Regions from separate parts of the Mus musculus genome. Here regions 2, 3 and 4 are each linked to region 1. Evidence: chromatin contacts called from public ChIA-PET, Hi-C and promoter capture Hi-C data. All regions are on one chromosome and are shown on one strand. Each heading gives the region's core, a stretch centred on a gene start, on an enhancer-like site or on the middle of the called end of the contact. The rest is flanking DNA. Distances are from core to core; before and after follow the strand shown.

Evidence for each region. Promoter capture Hi-C pulls out the DNA fragments that hold promoters and counts their contacts. A called contact is a pair of places that touch in the nucleus more often than the background predicts. ChIA-PET counts read pairs in DNA pulled down with a chosen protein or histone mark.
Region 2: a contact with region 1 is called in a Hi-C map of bone marrow-derived macrophages, with 16 read pairs. The contact joins two enhancer-like sites. A contact is called at or near these places in 2 of 15 datasets of contacts at CTCF or cohesin (CD8 T cells and the NIH/3T3 cell line), 134 of 484 Hi-C or Micro-C datasets (the AML12 cell line, B cells, B-cell progenitors and 83 more), 20 of 115 datasets of contacts at active chromatin or transcription factors (the 230-238 cell line, CD8 T cells, the HPC-7 cell line and 12 more) and 4 of 9 other capture datasets (adipose tissue, embryonic stem cells, liver and 1 more).
Region 3: a promoter capture Hi-C map of the HPC-7 cell line shows a contact between it and region 1, with 3 times the contacts expected there. The contact joins the promoter of Papolg here to the enhancer-like site in region 1. A contact is called at or near these places in 15 of 39 promoter capture datasets (the 3T3-L1 cell line, the C10 cell line, the HPC-7 cell line and 8 more), 4 of 484 Hi-C or Micro-C datasets (DN3 thymocytes, common lymphoid progenitors, cortical neurons and 1 more), 5 of 115 datasets of contacts at active chromatin or transcription factors (the 230-238 cell line, bone marrow-derived macrophages, effector CD8 T cells and 2 more) and 3 of 9 other capture datasets (adipose tissue, liver and pancreatic islet).
Region 4: an RNA polymerase II ChIA-PET map of effector CD8 T cells shows a contact between it and region 1, with 53 read pairs. The contact joins two enhancer-like sites. A contact is called at or near these places in 4 of 15 datasets of contacts at CTCF or cohesin (CD8 T cells, the NIH/3T3 cell line and large pre-B cells), 83 of 484 Hi-C or Micro-C datasets (3T3-L1-derived adipocytes, the AML12 cell line, B cells and 46 more), 21 of 115 datasets of contacts at active chromatin or transcription factors (the 230-238 cell line, CD8 T cells, the HPC-7 cell line and 15 more) and 1 of 9 other capture datasets (embryonic stem cells).

Annotation. Positions count from the first base shown.
Region 1 is chr11:23,698,214-23,701,955 of GRCm38.p6, forward strand. It overlaps Pus10 (pseudouridylate synthase 10), which reads left to right. Exons shown (of 18, transcript NM_028304.3): 5 at 1,717-1,751. Among named protein-coding and RNA genes, the nearest start is that of Pus10, 34 kb to the left of the region's middle. Within about 2 kb of position 1,773, at least 57 of the 459 cell types and tissues checked have an H3K27ac peak or open chromatin away from gene starts, as enhancers often do. A contact at or near this core is called in B cells, CD8 T cells, the HPC-7 cell line and 13 more, where this site is marked.
Region 2 is chr11:23,952,588-23,956,329 of GRCm38.p6, forward strand. No RefSeq gene overlaps it. Among named protein-coding and RNA genes, the nearest start is that of Papolg, 59 kb to the left of the region's middle. Within about 2 kb of position 1,689, at least 20 of the 459 cell types and tissues checked have an H3K27ac peak or open chromatin away from gene starts, as enhancers often do. A contact at or near this core is called in bone marrow-derived macrophages, pro-B cells, regulatory T cells and 1 more, where this site is marked.
Region 3 is chr11:23,893,268-23,897,009 of GRCm38.p6, forward strand. Papolg (poly(A) polymerase gamma) reads right to left here and starts at 2,003. Exons shown (of 22, transcript NM_172555.2): 1 at 1,755-2,003. The coding sequence starts at 1,771. It overlaps Gm12061 (a long non-coding RNA gene), which reads left to right and starts at 985. Exons shown (of 4, transcript XR_872317.3): 1 at 985-1,178; 2 at 1,496-1,593.
Region 4 is chr11:23,844,729-23,848,470 of GRCm38.p6, forward strand. No RefSeq gene overlaps it. Among named protein-coding and RNA genes, the nearest start is that of Gm39612, 28 kb to the left of the region's middle. Within about 2 kb of position 1,838, at least 96 of the 459 cell types and tissues checked have an H3K27ac peak or open chromatin away from gene starts, as enhancers often do. A contact at or near this core is called in B cells, CD8 T cells, the HPC-7 cell line and 9 more, where this site is marked.

The sequences.
Region 1 (3,742 bases), core at 523-3,022:
GAAAGGATCTTTTTTCCCCCAGCTGTCTAAAGAGTAGAACGTTTATTAAAGTTTTCTTGGTGAGCTGAAAAGGAGAGACATGCTTCTTTTCCTAGGCAGAAACAGGTCTGGGGCATAATTAACATGTGGTAAAAATTGGATAATTGAATAATATTGACTTCTTGGGGATTCAGCCTTTTATCTACTGCTGTGTGATTAGTTTTTTCCAACCTGCAGCTTGCTTGAGCAGGGAGTCTACAGAGGATTAGGAAGGAAAAACTTGTTAGCAAAGTACTGAAGGCTTTTGATTTAATTTTGTACTGCCCATGGTTATCTGGTTTCCCTAAGCAACCTCCAGTTTTCAGCCACTTTATAATCATGATGTGATAAGATAAACTGATGCCTTCATGAGGAAGTAACTCAAAAGAAGAGACAGAAAGGTCACTAAAAAGTAGAGAGGAGCCAGGTGTTGTGGTGCACACATCTAGTCCCAACACTTTGGAGGCAGTGCAGGTAGATCTCTTGAGTTCAAGGCCAGCATAGTCTGCATGGTGAGTTCCAGGCCAGCTAGGGTTACACAATGAGAACCTGTCTCAAAACAACAAAAATGAAGAGAAAGGACGATGAGATTGTGCCCAACGAGTTTTCTATAGCTCATATTGGCCACTGAGGGAGACTCTAGAATTACCATAGCAGTATGGGGGGTGCAAAGGAATGAATGGAATCCTGCAACTATAAGGGGGGTTTGTATTGTAACAACCACAGCCTTTCCTCAGTGGTCTAGCTAGGGCTCAGCACTCAGTGTCGCTGTACTGGCTGACGTGTATTAAGTGTGTGCTTACTAAGTAGTAGCCTGCCTGTCTGTATGCACCTGAACCCATCAGGGCCAGAGAGGAGTGAGTGAGGCCGTGAGCGCCTGTGTGAATGCTGGGAACCATACTCAGGTCCTCTGGAAGAACAGCCTGTGTTTATAGTCTCTGAGCTGCCTCCAAAGGTTTGCAAGTTTTAATTATTCTTTCCCAGAATAAGTTTTCCCTAACATTGCAGAATTTTTAAGTGCATGAAAAAAGTTGAAATGTCAACCCATATTAGATTCTATAATTAGTGCAATTTTACTATATTTATTTTATCATATATTTTATTGTATACCTATTATTTCATTTGGGTAAGTTTGTCTTTGTTTTTGTTGTATTTCAGAGAGTTGCAGGCAGAAATACTACATTAACTCCTGAGCATATAAATATATCATGAGCCAGATAGAGCTATAAAAAAATGAAAAGGAGATTCTTCAGTTCTATGTTTTAGAAGTAGTATGTGTGTGCAATCACTTTGGGCTGGTTTTTTTTTTTTTTTTTTTTTTTTTTTTTTTTTTTTTTTTTTTTTTTTTAGATAGGGTCTTATGTTGATCAGGTTTGCCTCAAACTTGCTAGGTAGCCAAGGCTGGCCTTGAACTTCTGATCTTTCTGCCTCTCCCAAGTGCTAGGTTTATTGGTGTATACACAAGGCCTTGCTACTTTCAATTCCTAGTCCACAGCAAGTCAGCACTGCAAAGTGAAGTCTATGTGTTTTTATTTGAACGGAGCCTGAGGCCACTGCAGTAAATACTGGTTCAGCATCTAATAAGAGGAAGCTTAATTAGCAAATTGTTTAAGCCCTTTGCTAAGGATGTTGGAGCTTCATTGTTACTGAATACTTTCCCTTTTCTCTTTTTTCTGGGTGTGACTGACTTGCCTACAGCATGCTGCATGGTTGCTGGTAAAACAGGAAATGGGGTAAGTAATTGAAGTAGGGAGTTTTTACCGTCATTTAAATACAAGCTACCTAGTTCTTAGATTACTTTTACTATGCTACTGCTCCCTCATCTTTTCGAGTAGACTCAGTAGCTATAGAGACATTGGCACATGAGATACTTTCTTTATGTACCATGACAAGTTTGCTTCCTTACACAGCAAGAACCAAGTGCCTTACACTGCCCAGACCGACTCAGTTGATGTGACTGTAGATAAATATTTACAGCATTAGGCATTTTTTGAATGTAGTTTGGGAGGCTATCTTAAGATAATAAATTTTAGATTTGTACTTGAAGCTAAGTTATAAATAAAACTAGATGATAAACCATGAAAAGTAAAATTCTGCTTAGGTCATGTAAGACCCCGGAAGCTGGGCCTCTGCTCAAGTCCCGGGATGAGCTGGCCGGCACCCCAATGACCTCAAAACCACACCTGATGCAAACTGCAAGAGGTTTTATTATCAGCTAGCTGAGGACAAACTCCTCAAGCCATGCAGGGCAGGGGCGTTTGACCCCCAGCGGTAGCAGTAGGGGCTTTTAACAGCTGAGGAATTGGGGGGAGTTGGGAGGAGAGTTCTTCTCTTCTGGATGTCCTTGGTAAAATTACAATTATCTCATCTCTGGCTGTAAGGCTCAGAAACAAAAAGGCTTTTCGCTGGCTATAGAGAACAAAGAGCTTCTTTCTGGCTGTATTCATATAGAGATCAGGGAAAACAAGCTTGGGGGACGTCCATGGGCTTTACCTTCCAGGGAGAAAGGCTCTAAGTCGGGGTCTCACAGTCAGAGCAACTGTGAGCTTATACATAATACATTGGCATACATCTCTTACAGGGTTTGGAATCTAGATCTTTGGATTTAAGGGATGTAATATGGTATTAAATACAATATATAATACATACCTTTCTCAGGACTATACGATGTAGTTATGAGTTATTTCTGTAGTGAAGAAAACCACACATCAAGTTATGTAAACAGAATCTTACATGTTCAAATCAGGATTTGGTTGCCAGCTGCATTAAAAAAAACCCTGTTAATTCTTCAGAGTTTTGTTTTGTTTTTACATAAACATTCTGTGACTTAAAGAGGGGCTGTTTGATTATTGGAGGTTCCTGTGAACTTCAGTGAGAAAAACCCAGAAGAAAACAGCTTTCTATATTAGAAGCTTATCTGTGGTTCTGAGGTTTATAGAAAAAGAATAGTTAACCTGTATTTTTTGTTGTTGTTGTTTATTTTGTATTTTATGTCTGAATCTTCCATTTTTAAAGGAACAATAATCACATATTTATCAAAGACTGCGGGCTTAATGAGGTTTTATGTTTGTAAGTTTCAAAGCCTAAAAATTTAGGTATAACAATTTTTTTTTAAGTTTATAGAAAACAATGTTTTAACAGGATTAGCTTTTGCTGTAGCTCTTTAGATTCTCAGGTTTATAAACAATTTTAAAATAGTTTATTTTTCTGTTTCTACCTTTTAAAAAAACTTTTATTTATTTATTTATTTATTTATTTATTTATTATATGTAAGTACACTGTAGCTGTCTTCAGACACTCCAGAAGTGGGCATCAGATTTCATTACGGATGGTTGTGAGCCACCATGTGGTTGCTGGGATTTGAACTCAGGACCTTTGGAAGAGCAGTCGGTGCTCTGAACCACTGAGCCATCTCACCAGCCCCCTGTTTCTACTTTTTATCCTTTAAAATATATCTTCTTGGGGCTGGAGAGATGGCTCCATAGTTGAGAACACTTGCTACTCTTCCAGAGGATCCTAGTTTGATTCCTAGTACCCACACAATCTCTCCCAGATCAATTCATTGTAACTACTACCTGACTGACTATTTCTGGCCTGCAGTTAGTAGTTTCTGCTGGTCTTGCTAATTGTAAGGGGTATTGTTTTAGGTAATAACTCCATCAGTGAAGATCAGACAGTAAGATGGATGACTCAGGGCCAAGTGTGCTAGCACTCACCTTTAGTC
Region 2 (3,742 bases), core at 439-2,938, 250 kb after region 1:
TTGGTTTGAGAATTCAGGATTGCAAACTTTGAAAAAGTTAAATGAACTTATTAGACCAAAGGAGATTTGTTACAGCTCTGATTTTAGGAATTACTGCTTTAATTGTAATTTTAACTTCTTTTTGCAGTATCTACCACAGCTTTAGTTCAGCAACTACATACCTCTCATTTTGTTATAGATAAACTGGAGGCAAAGGTTAATGCTTTTTTACAAAAGGCAGTTTTAGCAATAGATTGAGACAGGATATAGCAAATATTAAGGCTAGGTTAACAGAAAATTCAGATATTAGCAGAAGCCATTTGGATACTTGGAACATTGATGAATTGGCCAGAAATTTAAAGAATAACCTAAGTGCATTGAATCCCTTGGATTAGGTTCAATATATAATCTTGTTTGCTATTATTATTGGCATTATTTTATTAGTAATCATTGTATTTCCACTCATCTTTAGAGTTCTTCTGAGATCTGTAGCTACCACGAGGCGGGACATTCTGGAACTTCGTCTAAAACATAAAAAACAGGGGAACTGCTACATCCACTCCAGTAGTGACAAGTGTGACAGGCCCCGGACACCTGGGCGCTGTCCTCAGGTGGAAAGTTCATGGAAACTTAGTCTCCTGGAATTGTGGCATCCTGTATAACGAATGCTCCAATGTCCTTGCTTTAGTTGGTAAATGGATCTGTGTGCTTTCCCTTAATATTGCTTTATTACAAGTGCTCCTAAGGATTGATTTTTTGAGATATAGCTAAGTTAGATTCTAGGCAGTCCTTGATCCAACCCTGGGCATGGATAGCTAAGTCACTGCCCTACACAGAAATTTACCATTACCTAGGAAGAAGGAAGTTTGTGACCTAAAGAGGAACCAGAGTAGTTACTTAGAACTATAGATAGCTGAGTTACACCCATACACAAGTATTTACAATGGCCTAGGGGGAAGGTGGACTATACAATAGACTAGAGTAGGAACTATGGCAAGGGCACGAAGCCCTTGCCCCTGGCTTCTAAGATTAAGTGGGCCTTAGGTGGGGCTATTTTTGATCCCAGTTGTTAACATTGAATTTTATCCCAGTTGGTTCCTGCTAGTCCTTCCGTGTTTGCATTCCTCTGATTTATGTAAGAATCCAGTAACCTCATTGTCACCTTACTTCCCTATTTTCTTCTGTATAAAAAGTTTGATGCTCTATTTGACAAATTACATCAGATCCACACTTCCTTGTGTCGAGTCTGTTTGTCACCCCAATTCCCACCGACTCTGTGCCCATCTGTCGGAACCCCTGATTCCCACGGATTGAGGGGGGCTAATTAGGCCCGGTCCGTGGCACCCGTTTTTACACTGTTGTTGAGACACTCAGAGCAGGATGGTGTGTAACAGCGGAACAAGAAGCCGCCAGTCGGCTTTTAGCAGTAGGACTCATGATGGCACAGGAGCTAACTGGGGCTGTGACAGTTGCAGGTGACTAGATGAGTGTCAATCTGCTTCTCCTATTAGGTTTGTGTGTGGCTCATCACTGAAGAGAGGAGAGTGTTTATCTCTCCCAGCAATGGCAGGGCAGATGGAGAGGGTTCTGGGGATGGAGGGAGAGTGCATTGTGGGGAGTGCACTTTCTGTGAGAATAACCAGACAGTGGGTCAACAAAGGGAGAACACGGGACTTTCTGTATGCCACAGTGGCCAAGGGTGAGTGCAGTTTGAGGCTGGCTGGAAGATTTCAGACAATATTAGAGACAACAGGCTCAGATGAGTGGCCAAGGTGGTGTCAATTTCTTGGTGGCTACCTACAGCTGGGACAACCAAGAGAATTTTCTAAATGCCAGTGGTACCTTGCTGTGGAGTAGAGTCTGCCGCCTGTCACAGTATATTACGTTTGCTTTAATCTGTTAAGGTAGAGAGGAGGACTGGGGAAGATTTTTAGCTCTGAGGGAAAAACCAAAACAAAACGGAACTTAGATTTTTCTAATATTTGACTATGGCCCCCTCTAGTGGCCATTATGTAGAATTAACCAGAATCTAAATATTTCGGAAATGAATTCAATTTTTCAGAGACAGAGTTTGCAGCTTTGAGGGACTAACCTGGATTCTGATATGCAGCCAGGTCTAGTTTGTGGTCTGAGAGGTATCTGGGTATCTCAGAACTTACTTTATGAATTACATTGGTAGATCGGTTGTTGATGGCAGAGAGATCATTGAACCAGGCACACAGAGCTGGCAGGCAAGATGGATTAAAGTCCTGCTCTATTGTGCTTAAATTCTATCACAGAGGTCGGCCCATCAATAATTAGTACACAAGAAAAAGGACGCTTTGGTTAGCAATTCCTAGGGAGAAAGCTGAGCTTGCTAGCAGGGAGCAAAGACTGAGGTGGCCAAGGAGAGCTTCTCTGAAGATGGTACAGAGGAGCAGAGGAATGTCCCGTTTAGGGACCACCGGGAGAAAGGGCTGCGTGCTGCAGGACGGCTTGCCTGCTCTGTGAGCCCACACGGTGCACCTGTCATGACTGGGAAACACTGAGCAGTTGGCATAAGCCATGAGCTGAGGTCACACGAGGGCTAGACCCCACCAGGACTGTCAGTGTGGGGTACACAAAGCCATAGGAGTTCGCTCACAACAATTTTCATCCTGTCTCAACAGATTGTATTTAAGAACTTCTCTGTTGAAATGATGGACTTTGCTTCTAAACAAGTGGAAAAAAATATTTCAAAACCCAAATTTGATGTAATCTGTTAGCTCATCAGATCAGCCAGCATTTGGTGTAGCGGGTCCATGCAGGATATTCAAGTTAGAAATAGCAGGCTCATGCTACGTTTTTATTTATGTAAGACATTGTCTTCTTGAAACAAATGTCTTATCAAGGGGCTGATATCTTTCCGAGGAGAAACTGAAAATGGTTTTCGCTCTAATGAAGATGATTCTGAAATTGAACTGGATCTTCTGCAAATACTTGATTTAGCCACACCTCCAAATACAACAGCTTCTTTTTTTCTACCCGTGCCTTACCTAGAAGAAACACTGTGAGAAGCAAGGCAGAAAATGCTAGCAGAAGTCGGCACTGTTAGGTTTGTGAGAGCAAAAAATGTAACATAACCTGATGCCTGGCCAATGGCATGCATCCAGCTGGTAGCCCTATGCTGTGCTGTGTGTTGGCTTCTGTGCCAGGGATGTAGCCCCTCCTACTTGCTGGAGATGACAGGAAGGGCATCTGTGGACTGGAGAGGTGGCCCAACAGTTCCTGCACATGCTGATCTTGCCCAGGTTAGTTCCCAACACCCACATCATAACTGCCTGTTACTGCACTTCTAAGGGGGGGGGAGACAGACAGACAGACAGACAGACAAAGAGAGACAGAGACAGAGAGACAGAGAGACAGAGAGAGATGCACATATAGACATATGCACACACAATTTTTAAGAAATCTAAGAAGAAAAGGACACTTGTACATCAATGCTTGGTGAGGAGGAAGTGAAGAAAAAGAAGGGATGTCTGTGTCTGTGAGACTGACTATGGCAACAAATGTGGGGGGCACAGAGCTCCTTTAGGGGTATCTAAGTTTGCCCCACCCCCACCCCATCTATCAAGGGAAAGAGGCCATTCTGCATAATCTTCACATTTCTCCAGGAGTCCACATTTTACGCTGAAAACTAATTCATATCCTAGAATAACAGTATAAATATGGTTTCGAGGCCAGTGGTGGTGACTTGAACCTGCACTCTCAGGGTTGCATGAAGTAGGAGAATCACTTCAAGTTC
Region 3 (3,742 bases), core at 753-3,252, 200 kb after region 1:
AACTGTAGTTAATTCTTTTTGCATTTTAAATGCTTAAAAATTGCCTTGAGGTTGGAGATGTACCTCAGTGACAGACTGTTTCATGTGTAGTGCCCTGAGTTCCATCTCTGAACCAAAAACCGAACTAACAAAACAGCAGTGACTTGTAAGTCCACAAACTAAAACATGTTTTTCAGCTGGAGGTTTTACAGGATGGGGAGAAAGAAAGGACAATAGAGAAGATAAGATAGCTTAGCCAGGTTTGGTGGCACAAGTCAAGTGGTAGAGGCAGAAGCAAGCTCATGGCCATGTGAAACCTCATCTCAACAAACAGCCTATATACCTTTGAAATGACTTAATGAAATATAAGGGAGTATTTTAAAAAACCCAACTCTAATTTCTCTCCCATTTTTATCTTGCTGTAGAACAAACAAAACTTCAATTAATTATTTCAAGTTCTATCTATCTATCTGTCTGTCTGTCTGTCTGTCTATGAGAGATAAGGTTGTCTGAGCAAGATTAGTGTGTGATTAATACATGGCACAGACAGATTTTCATAAAATCAAACCAAACAGGAACTCTAAGAAGTAGGTCTCAAAAAGTGTTATGAATTTCACTTACAAGGAAAAAAAAAAAAAACCTTACAGAAATGTTACTGAAGGTACAAAGATAGGTAAATAGAATTCTCACTGACATTCTATAAAAAACTTTTAAATAGCTCAAAATAGTCACTAAAAGTACTACACTGGGCTATGTTTATAAACGGAATACATTAGTTAATAAAAAATAACTAATAATGAAAATATTAACATAGCAAAAGGTCAGAGAGATCATGTTCTAAAGAACCAGTCTACAGAGTAGTAACTGATAATAAATACCCTATAAACAGTTTAAAACAGGTACACAGTTTTTATGGATACAGGGATAGGTACTATCAACATTAAAAATGCAGTAACAAGAAACACCAAACTCAGTGCTCTGGGGCCTTGGAAGAGCGTCGTGAATGCAATCAGAGAAAGGATAGGCGAGTCTTCAGATGTATTGGAATGCTCGACTTCTTTTCAAGAAAGAAAGGTTAAAGAGCTAAGAACACACCCCATGTTAGTCTTAGGGAAAAATGGGTGGTGGCTACACAAATGGTGTTTTGTATTTCTGTGCATTTTTCTGTACGTTGAAATTATTTCCGGATAAAGTGAAAGGTAAGAAATTCTAATAAATTCTTGACAAGTACAGAAACTGCTTCCGACTTATCAAAGTGTGAGCAGGGGATAGATACAGCCCGGTAGATATTGTGGGTCGGTGGGAAGGAACGGGGTAGAGGGTTTAGCCTTTCTCATGGAGCAACCGCAAACCTAGGGGCTCCGCTAGGTCAGTCCCTCTCCGAAAGACCTGAAAGATAGCGGGTCCGGCCGGGAGGAGGGGAGGCAGGGGGATGGTATTTGCGCCAATGCAGACAGAATAGACGGGCTCAGACACGGCTGGGGCAGGAGAGTGACCGACCGTTTTTTCTCCTCAGCCACACGCGCCTTTCCCCCTCATCCTGGTCTGGGGGCGTCCTCAGAGGCGGGCGGCGGGGGGCTGACGGCGACTCCCGAATCCCCGCCGGGCGGCCAGGTGAGTCCCGGGTAGGGGAGATGCCCTTGCGGAGTGGAGGGCAGCGGAAAGCAGAGGTCCCGGCCGGCTGCGCAGGGTGCCAGGCGCAGGGGCTGGAAGCCGGGGCTGCCCACCTCAGCGCACCTCTCTCCACCTCGCCCTCAACCGCCGCCCCCACTTACGCAGACATCTCTTTCATCGCTTCCTGCGTCTCTCTCCAGCGAGTGTCTTTCGCTTTGGGGTCCTGTTCTTGCCCTCTCTTCCTTCCTCTGTCCAATTCCCTTCGCTCGCTTGTAGCTCGCTCACTTCCCCACTCTCTACAGCCGAGGCATTCAACCGAGTAGTGAAAACACCACAAAACCGGCTCTATTTATGACAATACAGCGCGGCCACCGCCAATATGGCGCTACTTCCCAGGCTGCCTCTCGCCTTCCGCGGCTCCGCCCTGCAGCCCTGGGCCCGCCCTCGGGCACACCCCCACCCAGCCTTGAGTTCCCGGGACCCGCCCACCTCAGCGGACTTGCAGCAAAAGCATCTGTCAGAGTGTCAGGTCTCCCTGGTCTGTGGGATTGTCAATTCAGGCAAACCTCTGGGAAGGTTATTTGTCAATTTCCCCTTGTTTCTGCAATAAAAGCATCTAGAAAAAAAACCACCGCTTTCCCTAACACCATTTTAACTCTTCCGTTATCCCACATCTTAAAGTCATAGACTTAATAAGTACACATTGAGAAGATTTTTGTCACCGAGGGTCACACCCAAGAAGGTGCGACTTTAACACAACCAATCCAGGGAAGAAAGCTTATAAATAAATCAGCTTAACTTGTATTCTTTTCCCTCGGAGTACCACCTCCAAGTCCCAATTTATGACTTTGTGGCATTTAGCTGAGATGTTGAACATAATTGCTACTAGTTAGCCGTAAGATAAACCCAAGGATTTCCACCGCTCTGCCCCCAAACCTCACATTTTCAAATAGTGAAAATCATGTTCTGTGTGATTATGACGGTGAAAATGAGGGAGAAAATGACCAATGTTTAAATGTTAAAGGATAAAAGTAATTTCAAACCCTGTCTTTTTCTCCCAAGAGTCAAGCACGGTTGTTTGGGGAATGAGACTCAGTCACGGGAAAGGAGGTTACTTTCTGAATTATTCATTTATTCACTCAAAGTATTTATTGAAAATCTGGTCTGTCAGTTTGTTTATGCTCCATGTTTGATGCATAAAAGCAGGTCTGTGGTTTGACCTGAGCAAGTTCAGAGTTTTCCCATCAAAAGGTGGAGAAAAACTTCAAATATGAGTGATATTCTGCTGCTGCAGAAGTATGTATTACACACTGTAGGAACTAGATTCGTATCCTCAAGAGTTTATTGCGAGTGGATGAGAAAATATATATATACACTATTTAAATACAGATGGGGTCCAGTTGTCATTGGGGGACCAAAAGAGGACCATCTAAACATGGAGGAAAGTCACTAATAGCTTCCTAAAAGAGAGGATTCTGTATATTAGCAGGATTTGGGAGTACAGATTTTGGTAGGTTATGAGAAGACAAAATGGAGCTCAGGAGGTCGCTAGACTGGGATTTGATTCGAAGCAGACCCACCTTTGTTATTTGCTAGCTTTGTGACTTCTAGAACTTTAAAATAAAGTTTACGTTAACCTTGAACTTTTTCTTTAAGAAAAAAATGTAAAGTACACTTACTTTAGCCTGCAGGGAGTCAGAGGATGACTTCTAGAGTCTGTTCTGTTCTCCCTTTTCACCATTTCAGTCGCTGGGATCAAAATTGATTCCTCAGACTTGGCAGCAAACAGCTTTATCCACTGAGCCTTATTCACAGTCCCAATTTTAAACGTTAAAAATACTTTGATATGCGTATCTAATAAGAACACTTTGCTACACAACCATAATATTACTGTGCTCAGGCACCGTTGCCCTAGTATCAGGAGGAGGAGTGACACCCCAGCCTTGCAATTCTTAAAAGCCTCTTAGCTTACTTTCGCTCAACTTCGTTCTTCATTGTGAATTTTGGAGGACGCTTTACAGCATCTTCTGCCTTCATCCAGTCTATTGTCTCCTCAAAGAGGAAAGATTGCCTTCTGTGGTTCAGTTTTATTCACTCAGCACTGAATTTTAGCATACGTCTCTGGTTTCTAATGTAAAGTTCTTGTTGC
Region 4 (3,742 bases), core at 588-3,087, 150 kb after region 1:
CATCTTAAAAGCTGACTCTGGGCTTTGGTTCAGTTCCTTCTTGACACCAAGCACTTCATTGTCCTGTAAGGAGATTTTGAGCGACAAAATATAATGAGCATCCCTGCAGGAAATGGTCACACCATGATGGGGCCAGGAGGGCGAGGAAGATGGAGTTCTGAGAACTCTTAGTGCAGTAGGAGTGTGTGTGATGGTGTGTGTGTGTGTGAGAGAGAGAGAGACAGACAGACAGACAGACAGAGACAGAGAGACACAGAGAGAATATGTGAGAGTGTGTATATGTGTGCATGAGTGTGTGTGAGTGTATATGTATGAGTGTGTATATGCCTGAGTGTGTATAAGAGTGTGTATGAATGTCTGTGCATGAGTGTGACAGTGTGTATGCTTGTGTATGTGAGTGTATGTATGTATATGCGTGTGTATGAATGTATGTGTATGTGACAGTGTGTGTGTGTGCATGAGTGTGTGTGACTGTGTGTGTATGAGTGTGTGTGTGAGTGTGACTGTATGTGTGTGAGAGTATATGTGTGTGTATGAATGTGTGTGTGACTGTGTGTGTGAGAGAGGGGGGAGGAGAGGGAGTTTGTGTGTGTGTGAGAGAGAGATCTTTGAGCAATGAGGGGAGAGTATGAGATCAATGGTCACAGAAGGGGTGAGACCTAGTGGAATCTGGCCTGGCTCAAAGAATCATAGAGTCCTGGTCTCTAAGTGCAACTAATTTATTCCCACAGGTGTTTCAAATGAGACTTTTGGGGCTTTAAGGAGAGAAAGGCTGCTCTTCATCGCTGGGGTGACTTTTGTAGACCATTGTAGAAAGCTGTATTTCAGAATCCAAGTGGAAACACAAGTCACTGTGTTTTGGAGCAGGGTCCTTTTGCTATCAAGCACTCGCTTCTCCAGCTCAGAACTCAATGCCATCATCAAGCTGGGCTATTTCTCCAGGACAGTTAAACGCTTACCAACATGCCGCTGGGCATGGACAACTTCTGCTGTTTTCAGAGATGTTCTATATCTTCATACAACACAAGTTCCCTTGAAAAGGTAGCAAGTGTGACAAAGTGCCATGATGATCCTGCCTGAGGCAGCCACAAAGAGATTCTGCTGCCTCCCTCATAGGAAATGCTCCCTGGAAACTGGGTTGAGGGAGTCCAGGGTGGTTGGACGTGGTCAGTCATTGTTACTAGCTGATCCCCTTCATGATCACTTAACTGTTGCCAGGTTCTAGGGTAAACTCTGGACACCCAGCACCTCATCCCTCTCCCCTGGGGACCGGTACTAAGGCCATGCATACTTCCCATCCTGCTTGAGTCACTCCGGAGCAGTTAGGGAGCCTGAAAGCACAAAGAGCAGGACACCAGCTCTGACAACATTCTGCTGGACACCGCCACCCAGTGATAGCGAGGGCAGCACATTAGGAACACGTGAGAGAGGGAGCAATCACGTGGCGAGGTGAAAACCAATAAGCATTTCAAGGGTGGAGCTTCCTCTCCTCAAAGCTACCAAATACTCCAGGGGGTAGAGCAGTAGACCACTTCCTTCCCAACGGGCACCCTATGTTTTAGAAGCACCCCTTAACATGTCTACACTTAGTACCTAGCCTCCAGAACGGGTCTGTCCCGGGTACAATCAGACCACCTCCAGCATAGCAAGCGGTAAGTGGAAACCCTAAAGAGCACCGCGGCAGAGGTTAGGGCTTCTCCACTTCATGTGGCCAGGGTGCCTACAAGTACCAGGACAGGTACTCAGAAAGCATCAAAGGAGCCCTTGCTGGAGTCAGCACAGGGACCGAATGGCCCAGGAGAGGAAAAGAGTGTCTTATTCTCACCTTTTGTTGAGGGAGGAAGTGATGAATGTTTCTGCCACCCCTGCCACAGCAGATCAGATCTCCCATGGAGGAAACTCAGGAACCACAAGACAGCCGCCGCGCGGGAGGCTCACCAGGCGCCTCGTGCCTGTATTCTCCTTTAGCTCATGTGCGATGTTTCCGCCCCAGCACACATTCCCTTGTGACAAGTGGAAAGCTAGCTTAAAAAAAAAAATCTGGAAAGAATGAATGTGGCAAAGCAAGAGCAGATACCACGAGCCTAACAAGAGGGGACACGCTGAGCCCTGGACTCAGGCTGGAAGAAGGGGGCTCCCCGAGGAGGCCCCTGCAGTGCTAACTAACCCAAGTTCTCTGCAGCCTGAGTTTCTGACAGGCCCTCTCGACTCCTGGGTAGTAAACGGACAGCTGTGAGAAGGGCCACAGGACAGGTACTGCCTGCAGCCCTAAATTACACACACATGTGGTACTCTGGTCAAACTTATAACCAGAGTGACCCCAGCAAGTCTCATGTCCCTTCTTAGCTTCCTGTGCCACAGTCTGCTTTGCTGAAAAGTGGGAGTGTTAATAACGGTGTCTAAATTAGTGAGGATATAGAACAAAGCACGGTACAGTCTCCCATGTGAGCACACTGGCTTTGATTTCTGCAGCTGACACCTGCCCTCAAGCTGTTCCTACAGAGAGGCTAACTCTTACCATTTTAATACTTAAGTGAAAGGCTAATATGAGATAATGATTTTAATAATCTAGCCTATCCCTCTCCAAATTTCTACCAAGCATATCCCTGCCCTCACGGTGCCCTGGTTTCTTGTGTTGTGTGTCTCCTTGTCTTTTTTTTCTCACAGTCACACTTCAGAAGGGCTGGGAAGCAAACACTATCCTTGGGGTAGGGTGGGGTGGAGAGGAAATTTGATGGAGCCTCTGATGACTCATGAACTGCTCCTGCTTAGACAGAGAGCCCAGACTGGAGTCTTTGGGCCATGAAATGAAGCTGTTTCCACCTGGGGCAGACATGGGCCCCGAAAACAATGGTCTTATTCTTTTTGTTCCTAGGTTGCATTGGCTCATCTGGCTGCAGGTATGGCCTTTGGGGGACCTGGCTAATTTGTCTTGTTTCTAGTTTCCTAAAGATCCTTCCATCTTTGTGGAAAGCCATGGGATGTGTTATTCTGAATGCGCCCTGCCCCTGGGTAATTCTCCAGAGGCCCACGCACAGGGCCTTCAGTGGGGAGTGCTCAAGGTGAGAACCTTGCAGGAAGGACCTGGGATAGATAGGAGAGGCCAAGCTCTTAGGTTGTCACAAAGGCAGCTCCCTCCAGTAGCACTTAAATCCCTGGAGCCCATGGCCACTTGGAAAGGAGTACAGAGCCGACTTCTAGTCCCCATATACATTGCTAGATGCTGCTTACCCTGGAATCAGGCAGTGGCTCTCAAGCCGGGGCAAATTCTTCAGAGGCTGTGTGTGGCTGCAAGCTGCAGCAGCCAAGCTGTCCGGCAGCTGCAGGTGAGCACCCATGCCCCGGAGCAGCCACCACCAGCTGAGCTCTGGGCCCCTTCTTTCTCTCCCTTCTTTTACATATTTTTTATTCTCACAGTATAATACCGAATGCCAGGTTTTTAGCAATCTATCAGGCATGTGCTCAGGTTCCATTTCTGCTGTTTGTCTGATAAGATGGCAACATCTATGTTTCAGGTGCTGTTCAAAGTGCAGAGGTAAGAAAAAAAAAATCTCAAAACTTCTGCCACTGGAGCTGACACGTGGAAGGGACATTGGTAAATAAAAACAAAACCCCTACTGCTAAGAAATGCAGCTGAGTAGCAAGAGTGCTACTCAGCCTGCAGGAGGCCTGGGTTGAAGCCTCAGTAGCAGAAAAGGTAAGACAAATACAGCAGGGTGGTCTGTGCTGTCTAATCCTGTTT